Regions from separate parts of the Mus musculus genome. Here region 2 is linked to region 1. Evidence: chromatin contacts called from public HiChIP or PLAC-seq data. All regions are on one chromosome and are shown on one strand. The core of a region is the stretch at or near the end of the contact, and the rest is flanking DNA. Distances in the headings are between cores, read along the strand shown. Region 1 has its middle 100 kb from the start of Gm40303. Region 2 holds the start of Tbc1d19 (TBC1 domain family, member 19).

Region 1 (3,154 bases), core at 203-2,702:
GAGAGAGAGATATGTTTCTGACATAGTATGCTCACATTTTGATTAAAATTATAGGAGTTTGGCCCTGAGGATGCTTGGCTTGCTTTTATGGTTGACAGATGCAAGGAGGAGCTGCTGGGATGCTCAGTCCTGGCTGACAGATGCTCTAGGTTAACCCCAGCATTTTAGAGGTTATTATGAGATGGGATGAGTCAGGCTTCCAGGGAATCCACTCATAGCTTCTTGGCAGAATGGTCCATGGCACTGAGCCTTACAGGGAGCTGCCGAAGCACAGTGTGCGTGTGCTTGCCTGGGCCAGGGAGAGCGAGCACTCTCTCCCTTCAGATGTGAGCAAGAACCTGGATTCCTCTAGTGGGGAGAGTAAGAGGCTCAAGTCACAAACAAATGGATAGAGAGAGGAGTGCTGTGCATGGTGGGTGGCAAGCAATTTGTCCTCTGAGCAGGTAAGAGATGGTTTCTCCTTCCTAAGAGCCAGGATCACAGGCAAGAAAAACTCTAAGGACATGTATAATGCACTAAGCCATCATCAAGGGAAAAGATGGATTTGACAGACAAGAAAGAAAGAGAGAGAGAGAGAGAGAGAGAGAGAGAGAGAGAGAAAGAAAGAAAGAAAGAAAGAAAGAAAGAAAGAAAGAAAGAAAGAAAAGGACATGACTGTTCCTAGGTATGGCAGAGAAGGTTTATTGTAGACAAAAGACATAGTGAGAGGCAGGGTGTCTTAGTTAGGGTTTTAATGCTATGAACAGACATCATGACCAAGGCAACTCATATAAGGACAACATTTAATTGGGGCTGGCTTACAGGTTCAGAGGCTTAGGCCATTATCATCAAGGTGGGATCATGGCAGCATCCAGGCAGGCATGGTGCAGGATCTGAGAGTTTTATCTCTTCATCTGAAGGCCACTAGAAGACTGGCTCCTACGTGGTTAGGAGGAGGGTCTCATTGCCTACCCCCACAGTGATACACTTCCTCCAACAAGGCCACACCTACTCCAACAAGGCCACACCTCCTAATGGTGCCACTCCCTGGGCCAAGCAAATTCAAACCACCACATAGGGACATCTGGGAGAGTCCAGAGTGAACATGATCTTGAGCTGGGTCATGTGAGGAGAGGGGGTAGGAAAGAAGCAGACCAAAAGGCCAGGAAGGTAAAGGATAGACCAAAAGATGACAGGTAACCAAAACGGTTGACTTATACAGGGTGGAAAGGAAGACATTTGGGGTAGGAGGTAGGATATGCCAGACATGCCTGTAACAGGTAGGGACGGAGGGATGCTGGGAGAACCTGGTGGCTGGCATTGGCTTTGCTACGTTAAATGGGCCTCTCAGCCATTTGTCCCTAGTTTGAGACCTAACAGTAAAGAAGCAGCAGAGCTCGGAGAAATGGGAAAAGTAGGGAGAGTGGATAAAGCTAAGACTGATCTTGACATTTCCCGTGCCTATTATCAGAGAGCCTCCCTACAGCAGGGGACCTGAGGGAGGACAGAGGAGAACAGTTGGAGTCTGAAGCAGAGCCACCCCTGCTAAGTGACCCGCTCAGCTCCCAGGTCCTTAGCTTTAAGCACAATAGGGAGGTCTGAGTCTGCCTAGTTGCAGGTATTAACTGAAAGGTCAGCTAGGGCGTCCACCGTCCACTGGGGCTGTGTAAATAGATTTGTTGACGGGGACAGTGTTTCTGAATGTTTAAACATGGTGAGTCACCTCCTCAGTGACCCAAAGGAAAAGGGATCTTTTAGCAGCCAAAACATGCTTCTAAGATCACCAGTTTGTCAGTAGGAAATAAAAGTCACCAGGCGGTGATGGCGCATGCCTTGAATCCCAGTACTTGGGAGGCAGAGGCAGGCAGATTTCTGAGTTTGAGGCCAGCCTGGTCTACAGAGTGAGTTCCAGGACAGCCAGGGCTACACAGAGAAACCCTGTCTTGAAAAACCAAAAAATAAAATAAATAAAAATAAAAAAAGAAAGAAAGAAAAAGAAAAGTCAACAATGATAGAGACTATTGTAAGTCCCTATAGAGGTTGGTCCTGAAGAACCCAGAGGAAATCTGTAAAGTATTTGTCTTTGGTTATTTATGGAGTGTCAGGTGGACAGGCATGCACTTGGAGGGGAAGGGTGAACCAAGTCGTGTTGAGTTTAGTCCTGGTTCTTCCTCCCAGCCCCATGCTCCCAGAAATGAGACTCAGACTCAAAATATATTTACATATACCTAGGCTCTTCTCTGACTAGATCATAACTTAAAATACCCATTTATTCTAATCTCTGTTCTGCCATGTGGCTGGCTACCTGGGCTCAGGTTCCATGCATCTGCCTCACCACATCTTCCCTGTTGAAGCTCCCACTCCTGGCACTATCCCAGAATCCTTTCTGCCTGCATCCTATTTCCTGCCTAAGCTATAGCACATCAATTTTATTACTGACAGGGGCCACATCCACACAGACACAAGATATTTTCTCTGCAAAGTAGGGTCTCTTCTCACTAAAGCCTATCCAAGTAAGAAAAGGAAACAATGAAACAAAGTAGTAATAATCAAGGAGAAAAGTAGTAGTAATGACTCAAGGAAAAAAGAAGTATAGGATACAGTAAGGGGGCAGAGGAGGGCGTGGCTACCTCTCTCAAAGTCAGTCAGGAAATGGACTTTTTACATGAACCTTAGTGGAGCTTTTCAGAAGGGGGAATGGAAGATGCCTCTGGCTGTCTATCCAGAAAAAAAATAATATTAAGAAAAAAGCTGAAAGGTTGGGCAGTGGTGGCGCATGCCTTTAATCCCAGCACTCGGGAGGCAGAGGCAAGCGGATTTCTGAGTTCGAGGCCAGCCTGGTCTGCAAAGTGAGTTCCAGGACAGCCAGGGCTATACAGAGAAACCCTGTCTCAAAAAACCAAAAAAAAAAAAAAAAAAAAAAAAGCTGAAAGAGGGATGCTGTTTTAGTTTAAGGTTTCTATTGCTGTGATGAAACACCATGACCAAAGCAACCTGGGAAGCAGAGAGTTTATTTTAGCTTACTCTTCCATATTACTGTTCATCATCAATGGAAGTCAGGACAGGGTGGGAAACTGGAAGCAAAAGCTAATATAGAGGCTGTTGGCATCAGGGCCCCTGAAACCTGTGACATCACATAGGCAGGACCTACAGACCTGTTGCCAAGACAACAGCC
Region 2 (3,154 bases), core at 179-2,678, 440 kb before region 1:
CAGTACCTTGATAATATAGCCTAGGCTTGCCTGCTTAGGGATGGTACCACCCACAGTGGGCTCAGCCATCCTGTTTCAGTTAGGAATCACGAAAATGCCCCGTGCATATGTCCACAGAGGCAGCTTAGGAGATCAATTTCTCAATTAAGGTTTCCTCTTCTCAGGTGTTTTAAGTCAACAAACAAGATTAATCATCACATACCACACTCAGTAAAGATACACTTAAACAAAACTTTCAACCTACTTAACTGACATTTCTAAATTATAAAAAAAAAAAAGATGTTTACTAAGTACACAAAGGATGTTCAACAAGAGAAAACAAATTACGAATCTTAAAAATAAAAAAATACTCCAACAAAATTTAAAGAATTAACATAATATAAATTTTATCCATCCTGGAGTTAAACTTGAAATCAACAAAAGGAAGAAACTGGAAAGATCTCCCCAAATTTGAAAACTAAACAATACATTTTCTGGACAATCCATGGGATAAAGATAAAGTCACAGAATATACATATTGGCATTATCCATAATCTCTAAACAACCTAAATATCCACCAGGTAAGTACTAACTAGAGAAACTAATGGGAACAGAAGTACTAAAATACCAAGTTTGGATGGATCTCAAAATCCTAACGGGGACAGAAGCATCCACAAAAGTTTTGGTACTGTAGGATTCCATTCACACTACATTCTCATACAGTAAAGCTCTACTGGTTATTCTGTCTACTCGCAGGGCCGAGTCTGTTTAAATGAATTCAATAAACGCTAGGTGGGCACATTAAAAAAAAAATCACTGTAGGGAGAGCAAAGTGCAACAAAGTGACACATTAGAATAAAGCACATGGGATCCCAATCCATCCACGAGAAAGTAAAAAAGAAGGAAGGCATGCTGCTCGTGAGTCCAACATCTAAAAAATAAAAAATAGGTCCCTTAAACGACTACAAGAATAAACGGGAGAAGCCTTGGCCATTCTCTGGCCTGAAGAAGGGCGTGATGAGCCCCACCCATCTTTAAAAAAATACAATTGCCTCACTCCTGGGTCTGAGCAAACAAGGTGCAAGGCTCAGGGAGGGGTTTAAAACAGCAGAAAGGGGTGGAGAGAGCAAAAAGCTCTGGCCTGGGTGAAGGCAGTGTAGCAGGCAGGTCATCCTGCGGCCTGCCGGTCTCCATAGCTTCCCATCAGCCCCGCTTACCCAGGCCTGCCGTTCCAGCTGAGCATACAAATTGGAGCCCTTGAGTTTCTGGACGATCTGGGCAATGATGAGGGACAGGTCCGACTCCTCCTGCAACATTTCCCCTGCCCTAACCCGCCAGCCGCGGGGACGGCCGCCGGCAAGGAAAGAATGCGCTGCAGGGTCCCACTCCTGGCCGCTGACACTTCTCCCGGACCTTTTTTCGGCGGGACTCCTCCAGCGGGCGTTGCCAGGCAACTGCTGGGCCGTGCGTCCGTCCCTCTCTGGTCCCCTCCGCATCTGAAAGACCTCGCACATGCGTTCCGAGGGCGGAAAGAGACCAGGGCCGGGAAGTAGATTTCATTGTTCCTACCCAGTCTGATCGAAAACACAGAACAAAAGCTTGTTCTTCCGCAGCCACAAAGTTTCAGATGTGCAAAAAAGAACCGAGAACGAGGTGGTGTGTGTGTGTGTGTGTGTGTGTGTGTGTGTGTGTGTGTGTGTGTGTTGAAATTTACTATATAGACTCTGTATTATAGAGATTCTTAACTCTTCCACCAGTCAATCTCTGCAGAACACGCCTGTGAACACAATTGCTGCTGGTTACACCCCAAAATTATGGGCTCTGATACTAGCTGTTGCACTTAAGCGATGTATTTAAATTGCAGAATTCAATTTACACCAATTGGCAGGATGTTTTGATAGTTGGCTGAGGTAAGAAGCAATTCATGAAGTTGCACGCTTGTTTCCTTTGCGACTGTTTCTATTCTCTAGGCTTTATACAGCAGTGGTTCTCAATCTTCCTAATGCAGCCACACTTTAATACAGTTCCTCATGTTGTGGTGAACCCTAATCATAATTTTTTTGCAGCTTCTTCATAACTGTAATGTTGCTATTGTTATGAAACACATATAAATATATGTGTTTTTCAATGGTCTTTTTTTAAAGGAAGTCTTTTTTAAGAGTTTATTTATTTAATGTATATGAGTACACTGTCATATGGTTATAGATGGTTTTGAGTCACCATGTGGTTGCTGGGAATTGAACTCAGGACCTCTGGAAGAGCAGTTAGTGCTCTTGACCACTGAGCCATCTCTCCAGCCCTTTTTCAATGGTCTTAAGCAAGTCCTGTGAAAGGGTGGTTCTTGGGAACTGCTGTTCTAGAATCTACAATCATATCCTGGTATTAGTCTCCTTTCACATACAAATTAACCAACAACAATTACTAATACTTTTTTTTTTAGTATTCTTAATTTTAAAATGACTAAGATCCTGACTGTCCTTGTCTTTAAGAAATCTACCATCTAGATTTCTATGCATTCATTCCATCTTTTAGACATGGTCCAACTTTCAGTTTATCGAGCATTTACATACAAGGAACTGTGTGAGCACAAATATTTAATAAAATACAGTTTGTGTCCTCAAGGAAATATATGAAACATAGTTATAATTAGAAGTAACTGATTTAACTAATTGAACGTTAATCCAAAGGCCAATAGTAGGTCAGCAAACGCCCTAAGGTGTAATTATACATTAGAATACACATTAGAATAATAGAATAATTAGAATACACATTAGAATAATATCACCAAAATACTTACGGATTAATTTTGGTTTTGTGTGTATACATATTTTTTAAGCACAGCAAGAGTAGAATTTCAGGAAAACAGGCTGAGAATGCTGAAAAGGCTAGTTTAGCCTAATTACATTGAACGTTAATGAGCTTAAGAGTCACAAGAGGTTTTGTTAAATCAAACTCGAGTTCAGATTCAATAGGCCTCCAGTGAGATCTGTTCATTTGAATTGCTGACAGTGGCCTGAAGATTGAAATGCTTGGGATCCAAGAGCAAACTCTAAATAGGGAAGGGACAAAAGCAGCTAGACAATAGGAACTCAGTGAGATTGGACACCTGCCATCTAGGTACATCTCCCACATACTGGCATTTGTCACACCATCACAGAGATACCGTGAAGATAGA

What was found. HiChIP or PLAC-seq counts read pairs in DNA pulled down with a chosen protein or histone mark.
Region 2: a FOXA1 HiChIP or PLAC-seq map of pancreatic cancer cells shows a contact between it and region 1. The contact joins the promoter of Tbc1d19 here to the enhancer-like site in region 1. A contact is called at or near these places in 3 of 39 promoter capture datasets (liver, neural stem cells and pre-B cells), 8 of 484 Hi-C or Micro-C datasets (cortical neurons, embryonic fibroblasts, embryonic stem cells and 3 more), 8 of 115 datasets of contacts at active chromatin or transcription factors (bone marrow-derived macrophages, embryonic stem cells, microglia and 3 more) and 1 of 9 other capture datasets (liver).

Annotation. Positions count from the first base shown.
Region 1 is chr5:53,368,934-53,372,087 of GRCm38.p6, reverse strand. No RefSeq gene overlaps it. Among named protein-coding and RNA genes, the nearest start is that of Gm40303, 100 kb to the right of the region's middle. Within about 2 kb of position 1,452, at least 56 of the 459 cell types and tissues checked have an H3K27ac peak or open chromatin away from gene starts, as enhancers often do. A contact at or near this core is called in cortical neurons, embryonic fibroblasts and pancreatic cancer cells, where this site is marked.
Region 2 is chr5:53,807,901-53,811,054 of GRCm38.p6, reverse strand. It overlaps Tbc1d19 (TBC1 domain family, member 19), which reads right to left and starts at 1,428. Exons shown (of 21, transcript NM_144517.4): 1 at 1,197-1,428. The coding sequence starts at 1,295.